Regions from separate parts of the Mus musculus genome. Here region 1 is linked to region 2. The links are chromatin contacts, called in public promoter capture Hi-C maps. All regions are on one chromosome and are shown on one strand. Each heading gives the region's core, a stretch centred on a gene start, on an enhancer-like site or on the middle of the called end of the contact. The rest is flanking DNA. Distances are from core to core; before and after follow the strand shown.

What was found. Capture Hi-C pulls out chosen DNA fragments and counts their contacts.
Region 1: a promoter capture Hi-C map of adipose tissue shows a contact between it and region 2. The contact joins the promoter of Lrch4 here to the promoter of Tfr2 in region 2. A contact is called at or near these places in 6 of 39 promoter capture datasets (the C10 cell line, cranial neural crest, erythroid cells and 3 more), 6 of 484 Hi-C or Micro-C datasets (CD4 T cells, the G1E-ER4 cell line, the N1E-115 cell line and 2 more), 6 of 115 datasets of contacts at active chromatin or transcription factors (the HPC-7 cell line, the SCID.adh cell line, bone marrow-derived macrophages and 2 more) and 3 of 9 other capture datasets (adipose tissue, liver and pancreatic islet).

The regions. Positions count from the first base shown.
Region 1 is chr5:137,626,370-137,632,877 of GRCm38.p6, reverse strand. It overlaps Lrch4 (leucine-rich repeats and calponin homology (CH) domain containing 4), which reads right to left and starts at 3,755. Exons shown (of 18, transcript NM_146164.2): 1 at 3,452-3,755. The coding sequence starts at 3,671. It overlaps Gm20605 (predicted gene 20605), which reads right to left and starts at 3,755. Exons shown (of 22, transcript NR_033148.1): 1 at 3,452-3,755.
Region 2 is chr5:137,567,712-137,573,995 of GRCm38.p6, reverse strand. Tfr2 (transferrin receptor 2) reads right to left here and starts at 4,156. Exons shown (of 20, transcript NM_015799.4): 1 at 4,062-4,156; 2 at 3,878-3,924; 3 at 2,955-3,008; 4 at 2,473-2,719; 5 at 2,205-2,382. The coding sequence starts at 2,987. It overlaps Actl6b (actin-like 6B), which reads right to left. Exons shown (of 14, transcript NM_031404.5): 14 at 4,416-4,690. The coding sequence ends at 4,610.

The sequences.
Region 1 (6,508 bases), core at 2,506-5,005, 59 kb before region 2:
CGAACACGGCCATATCGGGCTTTTTATTCAGAGTTCAAGATTCAACTCTGTCCCACCCAGCAAAAAATCGGACAAATGAAGATTTCTCCTGGCAGCGTACAGGAGGGTCTATAATTCTGCGGTTGTGTGTGCTGAGATGTCAGGAGAGCTGAAAGGTGGGAGATCACACAAGGGGGCCTTGCTTGTAAAGAGAGTCAGAGGGATAAAGAGGAGGCTCACACTGACTCCACACACATGAGGATCTGAGTTAGATCCCGGCACTCATGTAAAACACTGGCACGAACATGACCTGTGACGACCTCAGTGCTGTGGGGGGGTGGGAGAGGAGCCGGCAGAAATGAACTGGGCTTCTGGGCTGCCAGGTGGGGTGACAGAGCAGCACCCCAACATCCTCTTCTGGCCTCCATCTATGCATGCACTCACCCCCCCCCCAAAAGCAGAGCCTGGCTAGGGCTGGATGCGACTCAATGGGTCTAGCACACAGCAGGCTCTGGATGTGATCCCAGCACAAGAAAGAGAAGTTGAAAACAACAGTAAGGTGATAGGCAGGAAAGGTCAGGAGGAGAATGCAGAAACCTCTGGGGGACCACAGGGAGAGAGAGCCCTTCCTCCTAGCGTCAACCTGTTTTCAACATAGGGAAGAAATCACGAACAGAGATACCCTGGCTTTTGGGCTTAAGTGAGACCCTGATACGTGGCCAGTTTTTCATGAGCCTCCAGGACCAAAAGACTAGAAACACTCAGCTTCAGGCAGTCAGGGAGGGGAAGGCAGAAGGCTAAGCTGGAGCTGGGAACCAAGTTCTCAGAGTACTTAAGGTGCTTTCATTGGGGTTCCCTGGTCCCCAGGCTGGCTGCCCTTTTCCAACCTCAGCACCGTTCCTCTGCCTGAGGCCCAGGGTCTTTACGTTTACTATGAGCAGAGCAAGGAGCTGAGGGAAGAAGCTGACACCCTCTTATCTCAAAGACTGGCACACTATGGCCGTGGCAGAGGCACTAAGCCCACAGTTCCCTCCAGTGTGGAGACACAGACCACAGACCCCTAGAAGCCACATTTCTGTTTGTTCTGGTCAGCATGCCCTAGGAGGTGTCTGGGTATTTTAGGGGAAACCCAGGCCCGAGTGGTTGTGAGCTTCTTTAAAGGTCCTCCTTCAGTAGGGGGCAAAAGCTAAGAGGAAGACAAGCTGGGGAACATTCCCCAAAGGAAATGTGTCTTGTGACAGGAAACGGAGTAGAAACAATCCATTAGGCTGTGGCTTGTACATCTGTCTCTCAGGGATAGTAGCCTGATGCCCTGCAAACTGCTTTCTCGTCTTTGCTCCTGCCCCACTGAACACAGACTGAGCTGATATGGGAAGAACAGTTCCGGAGACGGTGGGAGGCCCGCATCTGGTCCTCCACCCATGCCCAACACCTGCCTCTTCCCTTTGTGCTCACAAATGCATAAGTGTTATGCATGCATGCATAGGAGTGCAGACCAAACTGGGATTGGGTAAAGAGTAGAGGAGCAGAAGTCAGGGGCGGAAGCAGCCCAGGCTGGAGGAGGCAGGGCTCAGGGGCACAGGATGTGGTCTGTGGGAGAGTGATCGACACTTCTCCTTTGCTAGAACTTGCCCTGCCCCAACCCAGGTCTCTACTAGCAGGTCACGGGAACACAATCCTTGGTTCCCTCCACGGAGGGAACATTCAGGAAAGACAGCGAGCAGGAGACACACTAACCCAGCAGCACAATGCTGAAGCACTTAGTCTAGGTTGGAGGGTAAGGGGAGGCAGAGGACAGGGCACCAGGCAATTCTGGGTTTCTGTCATACACACACGCCCTCCCAGGCTAGGAGCTCCCAGCTTGGAGCGAGAAGACAGAGGACGATGGCTGGACATAATGGAACCCACCTGCCTAGAACCTGGGCTCCAACAAGACTGGAGAAGGCAGAGAGGGGATTTCCCACTTCAGCACACAGTGAGCCTGCACCCGGGGGAGCCCTAGCTGCACCCTGGGCCGGAATGTTGAAGGAGGAGATTGGGTTGGGGCAGGAGCTAGGAGGGGCTGGGAGGGCTTGGTAGTTTTCCCAAGAGTCCACTCACTGAGACAGAGCCCTGAGGAAGTAAAGAAAAACATTTGGTCTTGGTCACAAAACAAGCAAGAGGGGGAGGGGAAAGGGAACAGACGGCCAGTGTCACACAGCTGCTGAGGTCAATCTGGAGCTGGGGGGCTGGGGGGACCTAGGAGGGGTAAGCATGGCTCCTGGGGCTCACCCATTCCCAGGACTCATTCAACTGTGTAGGGAAAAAGCATTTAAAAACAGAGAGATTTAAACTTTTTCTCTCCAGAGCTGTAAGAGGAGATTGTGCCCCAGCCAGCCTGGTACAATTGCAGGTGGGCAGGAACCTACTGGAGCAATGTGTTCTTTGATCCAGCTTGATCCAGCCCTGGACCAGATGAGAGGAGCAGAAGGGGCCCTAACACTCCAGCCCAGACTGGGGTGGGGCTCCCGGAATGTAGCCCTCTGTTGTGATTCCCCGCCCTCAGCTGCCAGCCCAAGTTCATAGGCTGCCTCCTAAGCAGCCTGACTCACCTGTCATAGTACAGTCCCCAGTGCCTGGCCATAGCAGACCCAAGGGTAGAGTGTCCATGATTAGTGGGATCCCAAACACACACACACCAGGGTGGGGTGGACATGATTAGAGGGGTCCTGAGGGCAGGGACTGGAGAGTCTCCAGGAGGTCAGCACTCCTAGCTAAGAGATACAATGTCCTTCCTTTCAGCAAGCTGCCTCAAGTTTCTCCCCTAAGGGGAAAGCAGAATTGTAGGGTTCCTATGAGATCACAAACTCCACAGTGACCTCATAAAACCAGGAAGAAGAGAAAGGGGATAGGGGGATAATGGGTGGAAAGTTAAGGGCGAGAGATTCACTTCTTTCACATAGATAGGCTGGGGTGGACGGCGGAGAGGGGCTGGGACTTGGGGAGACTACGGAAAAGCAAGCAGAAACGTCGGGTTGTTAGGAGCGACCCTTTAGGAAAGAGATAACGGGGCTTGTTGGGATTGTGGTGGACGGGTGAGAAAGACGTTGGAAACGACTAAAAGGGTGAAAATGTAGCGATTAATGATAGATTCTACATGGAAGTTTGCTTTAAGGGTTGATCAGATCTAGGGTTGAAGAAGCCAACCAGGTGAGGGGCGGGACCATGCTACAGGTGCGCAATATGCAAATAAAGGGGAAGAGTCTCCTAGAGCTCGGCCAAAAGTGTTCTGTGCACTCTTGAAGCGAACTCATTGTCCAGTGGTTCTTACACAGGGGAGGGGAGGTCGCGGGCTCAATGCCAATCCCAAGGGGCGAGCGTTCAAGACTGCCAGGTGAAGGGGTGGGCCCAATCGAACGCGAGGCGGGGCTATGCAAATGAGGGTCGCAGTCCAGTATGGGTCCCCTGCTCTCTGGGCACCAGCGCAACTCACCAGCCTGGGTGATGTCTGACAAGTCGTAACTGCGGGCCGCGCCCCGGGGGAAGTGCTTCAAACGCCGGTTGGACAAGTTCAGGGTCCCGGTGGCCACAGCCTCCTCTAGGGCTCGTTCTGCGCTACGGCTCCCAGGTAGACCAGGAGACCCTGGCAAGGACACTGAAGCTGCAGCTTCCTCACCCCCGGCGGCGAGTGGGCCCGCTACTGCTGCCGCCATCCGCTCTCGGCGGCTCCCCCTGCCTGACTGACGGCACCGGCCGGCCCTTCTCGCCCTTCCCCCTCCTCGGAGCCGCCGTAGTCCCCACTGAAGGGAGGAAGCGAGGGTCAGGAACTCCGCGGACCAATCATGAACCAGAGACGCGTTAGAAGTGCCCAATCAGAAAACGGCAGGGGGTGGAGCCTCTCAATTCTAGATTACACTGAGGGAAGGGAGGGGTGAAGAGGAGCACCCCGCCAACGGCCGCGGTTCCTGGTCGGCCCGCCCCGCGCAGCGACATCCAATCACAACTCTCGAGGCTGGAGATGGAGCCAATGAGACCCGCCCAGGAGGCGGGGACTACAGGTCTCAACTTTAGGGTATTAGAGACCCAGAGACCACAAACCTGCTTTTTCAACCAAGACCAATTGCAATCTAGATTCAGGCGAGTGACTGTGAAGAAGACCAATTAGAACCTACAAAAGGAACCTGTCCCGGCCTCTTCTCTGAGGGACGGTTCTGCCTACCAATAGCATGGGCTAGGAGGTGCTCCATTCGCTAGACAGAAGGAGGTGGGTGAGCTAGAATTTTTGAGACGCAGGTAAAGATCGTAAAAGGCGCGCGCTGGGCGGCCTGACAGTGCAGGGTTAGGGTTGGGTACTAGCTGTGCTTACTGGGGAGCAAACCAGCATCCGAGAAGTGAGGAAGGGCGAGGGATGCCCCACTCAGCACTCAGGCTGTTGTCTCAACAGAAGGGACCATTTCCTCCTGCGCAGTCTTGAGTCCCTAATGGGAATGCTGGGGATGACCGGTGAGGGGGTTTCCAGTTCAGAGAGGGAAAGTCGTCAGACCTGCCAAAGTCCCCCTGGAGAAGACTTGTGATGGCCAGACCAAACTTTAGAGACTACGAAGGATCTCATGGCCTCTAGAACAAGATCTTTGGGGGTTTTTTGTTTGTTGCTTTTCCGAGACAGGATTTATTTCTCCGTGTAGCCCTGGCTGTTCTGAAACTTGCTCTGTAGACCAGGCTGGCCTTGAACTCAAGAGCTCCTCCTGCCTGTGTCTCCCGAATGCTGGGACTAAAGGCGTGCATCATCACCGCCCGGCTAAGACCTCGGGTTTTTTATAAATGAGGAAAGGGAAGCTGGACAAATCTCAGACCTCCAGTAGAACTCCCCCACACATACTTTCATAACAGACTTTGTCTATTGGAAACCTCTTATTTGAAGCTGGGTGTGGTGGCATGAGCCTGTCGTGACAGTTCTTAAAAAGAGGAGGCAGAAGGATCGGGACTTCGAGGTCAATTCCAGGCAAGCCTGGACTACATAACTCCAAACTAACCTTTTTTAAAAACAAAAACAAACAAACAAACAAACAAACAAACAAAAAAACCCCAGAAAACTTCTTGAGATACAGGAAGGAGTCCCAGATGTGAGAGATAATAGTAAAAGAATATTTTTTTTTCCTTTGAGATTTGCTTTTAGAAGAATGTTAGCGTTTAATGAACCTCCCTGTGTGGCTTCTAGTCATTAGAAAACAGGCATCCCAACACCCTTAATCGCCTCGGCTCTTCCAAGGTTAATCCTGTGGTGAGGCATGCCACTAAGCATCCCCCTTCCCTCTTGGGTGCCTCCACAGCTTACCAATGTGGCTGTAGCTGTGGCTAACATGGCCCCATAATTTCAGTCTTTTTTTCTCAATGTGGGTGGCATGGTGACCTAAAGGAAAAGAGGGAGACTGGCTTTCAGAGACAAGGTCTCCTATAGTTCTAGCTGGCCTCTAACTGGTGATGTAGCTAGGAGTGACCATGAACAACTCCTGACTGTTACCACCTCTCAAGTGCTGGGATTATAGGTGTGCACCCTCATGCAGGGCTCGATTAGAGAGCTTAAAATCTTGTGTAGTGACAGAAGACCACGTCTGCTTTCCGTGTTGCCTGACCACCAGTAACTGAAGTTGCTCTCTCATCTCTGGTCATTCCTGCTATACTGATATGCCTAGACACTAAAGTATTAGAGACTGGGGGCTGGAGAGTGAGTTTAGCTGGCCAATAATGTATATTGGTCTACTTCTGTTCTAAGCACCCAAGAGAGTGGCTCACAACAGCTTGGATCTCCTGCTCCTGGCCTCCCAGGGTTCTCTTCTAGCCACCACAGGCATTGGTCTCACAGGCACGTCCCTCCACCCGTACACACAGGCATACACAATTAAAAAGGAGTCTGGGGAGAGAGATCTGAGAAGCTGTGAGCACTTGCTGCTCTTGCAGAGGACCCAGATGGTATTCACAGCAGCCACATGGCAGTTCACAGCCGTCTGAAACTCCCAGTTCCATGGCATCCAGGCATTTATATGGTACTCATACATGCACGAAACACACACACACAAAGTAAATCTTTTTTTTTTTTTTTTTTGGTTTTTGAGACAGGGTTTCTTTGTATAGCCCTGGCTGTCCTGGAACTCACTTTGTAGACCAGGCTGGCCTCGAACTCAGAAATCTGCCTGCCTCTGCCTCCCGAGTGCTGGGATTAAAGGCGTGTGCCACCACGCCCGGCTAAGTAAATATTTAAAAAAAAAAAAAAGTTGGATGTAGCAATGCACTCCTTTAGTCCCAGTAATCAGGGGGCAGAAGCAGGTGGATCTGTGAGTTCAGGGCCAGCCAAACTCACGGCCTAACCCTGCCTAACCCTAACCCTAACCCTAACCCTAACCCTAACCCTAACCCTATATACTGAGTTTTAGGATAGCCAGAGATACATAGTGAGATTCTGCCTCAAAAAGTAACACTTCAAGATTGGACTGAATAAATGCTCAGAGGGTAAAGGAATGTTCTATTCCCAGGACCCACAGGTTAGGAAGAG
Region 2 (6,284 bases), core at 2,907-5,406:
TACCTCCCCTCCTCCCTCCCTTCTCCCTTCCCCCTTTCCCTCTCTACCTCCTTCATTCTCTTCTCTCAGATTCTGGGAAATCACTGTACCGCAAACCAACTTTTTTTTTTCTGTCCTATTTTTAAGACAAGGCTATCCAGAATAGCCAAGGCTAGCCACAGACTCGCTTGAAATCCAGGTAGGCACAGGCACAGAAATTCTCTGTTTTAGCTTCCCAAATAACTAGGATTACAGGCGTCTGCCACCAGGCTCAGCCAAAGTATTAAGTCCCACATAAGTCCACAATGGATAGGAAAAAGTTTATCTGCACATCCTTCAATGTTCTGGACCCCACCTTACTTTATTTAATTTATATTAATTTAGTGTGTGTGTGTGTGTGTGTGTGTGTGTGTGTGTGTGTACTCTGACCCATATGTTCACACATACCAAAAATGGCACCGTGAGCATGTGGAGATGAGAGGAGAAATTAGAACCAGGTTCTCTTCTCCCGCCCTGAGATCCTGGGGACTGATCTCAGGTTGTCAGGCTTAGCAGCAATCCCCTTTACCTGCTGAGCCATCTTGCCAGCTCTGAATCCCACTTTCCAACTAGACCTTTTGAGGCTCTTGTTTCCTCCCTTCATCCTCACTGTATCTGCAGGTCTGTCTGTCTTTCTTGGACTGAAACATAGACGTCCGTCATCCCACATTTCCAGAGTTTTCAATGTATTGTCTCTTCAAAAATTCCTTACTACATTGTAGAGGATGGGAATTTGGGAAAATTCAGCAGTAGGGAGCTCATAGGTTTGGGGTGGGGGTGGGGGCCAGACAAGGTCTCATATGTCCTGGAAGACATGATGCAGCTGAGGAGGGCCTTGAACTCCTGATCCTCACGCTCTCACTTCCCAGGTGCTGGGATCATGGGCATGAGCCAGCACACTTAGTTCATGCCACACAGGGGATCACGTGAGGTGAGTTCTCTGTCCCCCAAGCTATAGCCCCAGCCTCAGATTGGAGGTCTTTTTAGCGAAATAAAGCCATCTATTTTGATCAAACTCCCATTGGTGTATCAAAACTCCAATCCTAAGTGCAGAAGAGGAAGAAGAAGAGGAGGAGAAAGAAAAGGAGGAAGAAGAGGAGGAAGAGGAGGAAAACCCAGGTATAAATCTATAATCCTAGCACTTGGGAAGCTGAAGCCAGAGGACCTCAAGCTTGAGGCCAGCCTGGGCTATATCACAAGACCTCATCCCCAAAAAGGTAAAACCTATACAAATGAAATCAAACAGAACAGTAAGGGGCTAGAGATGTAGCTCATCAGTCGAGTACCAGCACTCAAGGCTCTAGGTTCAAAGCCCACATCTGGGAGAAGGGCAGTGGGATGGCTCAGCAGGCAAATGGTGTTTAGTGTTAAGAATGAGGGCTTGAGTTCAATTCCTGGGACCCACATGGTAGATGGAGAAAACCAGCCACATTGCAAGCTGTCCTCTGACCATCACACATGCTCAGTGGCATCCAAACACCACACTCCAATAAAAACTAAATAACTAAAAAAAGAAACTCAAGCCGGGCGTGGTGGCACACACCTTTAATCCCAGCACTCGGAAGGCAGAGGCAGGTGGATTTCTGAGTTCGAGGCCAGCCTGGTCTACAAAGTGAGTTCCAGGACAGCCAGGGCTATACAGAGAAACCCTGTCTCAAAAAAAAAAAAAAAAAAAAAAAACTCAAAGAGAAAAAAAAATCATGTGGTCGACTCAGTACATGCTGAAAAAATATTAATTTTTTTTTCTCATACCCATTCTTCATTACCTGTTCGTTACATAACATAAAATTAAAATGTCATTTAACTTTACAAATTATTTCTGCTTTTGAGATGGGGATTCATACATCCTAGGCCAGCCTCCAATTTAATACATAGTCCAGGATGACCTCAAATTCCTAATCCTCCTGCGTGCTGGGATGACAGACACGTGCCACCAGGCCCTGGTCCCTTGTCTTCATCCACCCAGCTACCTATCTCCTAAATAAACCATCTGTGATGTCTTTGGCCTTTGGATACTGAGCTCCTGGTGTCTGCCATCCTTCCAAGGACCGCTGAGCAGGGAGGCCAGAGAGGCTCGTGGGAAGACCCAAGAAAGGACTTTGGGCAACACGTGAAGTGATGGGGCTCCTCCAGTCTGAGCTGATGACTGGACACTGGACCACGCAGCAGCCAGGCTGTGATCTTACCTGATGGTGTCTTCCATGCGCCCCTCCCCAAGGAACCGGAGAAACATGGCCTGGAGGTCGCTCCAGTACAACGTGGTCCGGCCGGAGTCCTCAGGGTTGACATCTTCATCGACCACCAACACGGAGTCCCCACACGCCTGGCAGGACCCTCGAAAGGCCACGTAGCCTAGGAGGAAGGCTGGCAGGTGGGAAGATGGGGTTCTCTTGTGCTCTCTTCTACTAGACCCCAGAAATGCCCCCAGCCCAGGAGGAGGGAGGGAAGACTCACCCCCAGTGAAGATTAGCAGGGTGATCAGGACCAGATAGGGGGCAGCCTTTCGACCTGCTGCAGCCCAGGGTATGGGAATTGACCTCCCGGGACAGGAGCCTAAGTGCTCAGGGCCTTTGAGTTCCATGGGGCAGAACTGGGCAGGAAGCTCCGCCCCTTCCTCCCTGTCTTCCTCCTCCAGGTGCTCCAGCTGAGGGCCTTCCACGCGTCTGTAGATGGTCTGAGAGGGTCTTGGGGACCACTGTTGCTGAGTGGAGGGGTGAGGTAGGCATGAGATTACGGGAGGGGGCCTAAGAGTTGGCTGAGGGTTAGGCAAGAATGGTGTCACTGACTCCGGCCAGGAGGAAGGGAGCTCTGGAGGCTGGAGAGGAGGGACCCAAGGAGGACCAGTGGGGCCAACCTTATGCATTAGGGAGTTGCCTAAGGGACACGAAGGAAGACCTAATGTGTGTAACCACAACTCCGCACCCCCGTGGTCTTACCACTCTCCGAAGTAGACCCCAACGTTGCTCCATGCTTGTGCCCCCTCCTGAACTCTGCAAGTAGTCCACACACACACACACAAAACCCCGATAAACCGTTTGTGGGAGCCCTAGAGGGCCCCTTATCAGCCCTGACAGGCAGCCTGAACCTAGGCCGTTTCTCATTCCCCATAAGGGTGGGGGCACAGTCTGGCCTCAGTCCAGCCTTCTAGACATTCCCCCTGGTTCATGCTAGACCGCAAGGGGCAGTGCCTTCTCTCACCAATCTTTCCACAAACCCCACTGTTGCGGGCAGACTGCAAAACAATCAATTTTTTTTTTTTTAAACCTCAGAGCAGACTTTGGCCAACTTGGTTCCCGTCACAGGTTGGGGGATGGGGGGGCTTAACGTGAGGGGGGAGGGGAGATATAGGTAAATCCCTCCTTTTCCCTGATTTCACTCTCTCAGGGTGTCCTTGGGGAAAGTCCCCAGCCCCCTTGGAAGTTTCACCATGAAAACGTCTGCCCCTTCCCACCTCTTGGGTCTGGTTGCTAGGTTTTCCCAGCACACAGCCTTCCAAATAACCCGTTAGCCGGTCTTCCTGCCCCAACCCCTGTCTCAGATTCCAAACAGCGGTATCTCAGTGGGGTGACTTGGTGGTTTAATCTGACCACAAAGCTGTCTGTCTGTCTGTCTGTCTGGAATCTGCTTGGTTGCTGGGGAGGAAGTGTTAGGAATGAGGTAAAGAGGTCAAAAGAAACCGACGAGTGGGTCTTGGAGTCAGGAAACTATGGGTTTCCACCTCACCGTTAGGGGGGCAGAAAAGGTCTTGGCCAAGCCACAGTCCTCCCCAGCACCCCTTGGATCACTAAAGGACTTAAGTGTTTCTCCTTCGGGGTCTACGACTCTAAAATTTTGATGAAGGGCCATAACCGCAGTTTACCCTCCAGTTTGAAATCCAAGCCGCGACGAAGACACCAGGACCTGCAGCTGTGAATGGGAAAGTTCAGGGTCCACCTCACCCTTACTTCTGGTCCAGGTTTCCCCTGGGAAACTGCGGGTCCTACCCAGGTCCAGAAAGATCTGAGAGGTAGGGGCTCACCAGTACCCCAGTCCCTGCCTCGTGCCTGTCAAAGCCGAGTCCTGAGTGGGAAGACACAGCAGCCAAGTTCAGCTCAGCAACAGGTCTCTGGGTTTCTTGGACCATGCTCCCAGGAGACTCAAAGCCTACTGAGGCCACACCCACTAGAGCACGCCCCCAGGCCCCGCCCCAGAGGACTCCGCCCCCGCACGTCCTTTTCTGGAGCAGCCCTGAACCAACAACCAGCTCAGTACAGACTCTTCCTGGTCCTTCCAGAGTCCTGACCCCACTAAAACCTAAGAAATTCGTGCCCCAGAGTAGCACGAATGTAGGTGTGTCTCTCTCTGGCATCTCACCAGATCCCCACGCCCCCATTCTCCCCCAAAGAAGTCAAACACTTGATTTTCATAAAAGTTCTTTTTTTTTTTTCTTCTTTCAACTCAGGAACATCACAGTCTAAGAAGATGTGGGTAAGAGAGAAGAGGGTAATGGGAAAGGGAGAGTTCAGCGCTTTTGGATTTCTGGCTGGTAGAACGCCCCTCTGGCGTTTCTCCGTGGATGGGGTGGACGGGTATTTGGGGGAGGGGGGCAACTTCAGGGGCACTTCCGCTCCACGCACTGCTTCCCTCCCTCCTCGTATTCCTGTTTGGAGATCCACATCTGCTGGAATGTGCCCTGAGAAAAGGGCAACATCAGCTGTCAGGCGTCACCCCACACCTCTCTACACCACCACACCTCGGCTTTCTACTTGCCTTCATGCATTTCTCACCTGTATCCTCCCCCCGCCCCCCCCCTTCCGGGAGATTTTAGGCTGCTCTACCACTGAGCCACGCCCCCAGCTCCTCCCTGGGGGATTCTAGGCAGAGGCTCTACCACTGAGCCACGCCCCCAGCTCCTCCCTGGGGGATTCTAGGCAGGGGGGGTCTACCACTGAGCCACGCCCCCAGCCCCTTACTTGAGATTAAACATGTTTTGTGCATGTGTGTTGTATTTGTGCCTGTGTTTGTGTGTGATGGTTGAGCTAACATGTACACACGGAGTACAAAGGGCAGGGTTTACCAAACCATACAGGTTTGTCACTCTGTAGAGAGGCTAGCCAGCCTTGAGCTTCTGGGGCTTCGCCTGTCTCCTCCCATTTTGTAAGAAGAGGCCTGGGATTACAGACAAATGTTCTCCTTACAAGTTGGGTTCTGCGGATCTGAACTTGGGTCCTCATGCCTTGTGCAGCAAGTGCTTTGCCTACTGAGCCATCTTTTCAGCCCTTGTATTTATTTGCCTTTTATTTTGGCAAAGGGTCTCAACCAATGGCCCAGGCTGACCTTGACCTTGTGATCTTACGGCCTCCACATCCAGAGTAGCTGGACATACACCTCCCACCCCAGCCAGCGCCACCATCACCGTTCTGACACCACCGGGCACCTCACTGCTACTCTCCCCTGCTGCTTTTTTCCGGGACCTTCCAACCGTCTTTTTTCATGGATAGCTGCTCAGCCCCCATGTGAAGGTTGGTGTCTCTGGCTCACAGAGCAGCCTTCCTGGGTGACCTCATTTGTCCCTGCCACTCTCCAATCTCTTGTTCCCGACTCAGATACCCAGCTGTGTCTTGGTTACTTCCTCCTGAATACCCTTGACCTTAAACTCCCTATGATCCCATAACTGACATCATCAGCTCCCAGCAGGCTTTGCCCAAACCTCATCTCTTTTGGTTTTCTCTCCTCCCCTCCCCTCCCCTCCCTTTCCCCTTCTCTCCCTCCCATTCCCCTCCTCTCCCTTCCTCTTCCCTTCTTTTTTCTTTCCCCCTTCCCCTTCTGTTCCCTTCCCACAGCTCCCCCTCTTTCTTTTAACAGGCTCACATGAAACACAGGTTGGCCATGAATTCTGGGTAGCTGAAAACATGAATCCCATCCCCCGAACCCACATCAAAAATCTGGGTGTGATAGTATGCACTTGGATCCCCAGCTCCAGAGAGATAAACACATCCCTGGGGCTCGCAGGCTCTGCCTTAGCCTCCTCTGCACAGTCCCCTTGATCGCGGGAAGACTCATGTCGCACCCCTTACCATTGGACCACCGTTCTATCCCAAATTCCAGGGTGTCCCCTTTACTCCTCGATGACTATGGCTGCCTTACCATAACCATACCCTCACCAGCCTTTCTCCTGAAGAAGTCCTCAGTCTTTAGAGAGCATTCACTGGCTGCACTTGCTCCAAAAACATTTTGTTTTAAAGAGCTTGGGGTTAGGTAAGTAAAGTGCTTGCTTAACAAGGCTA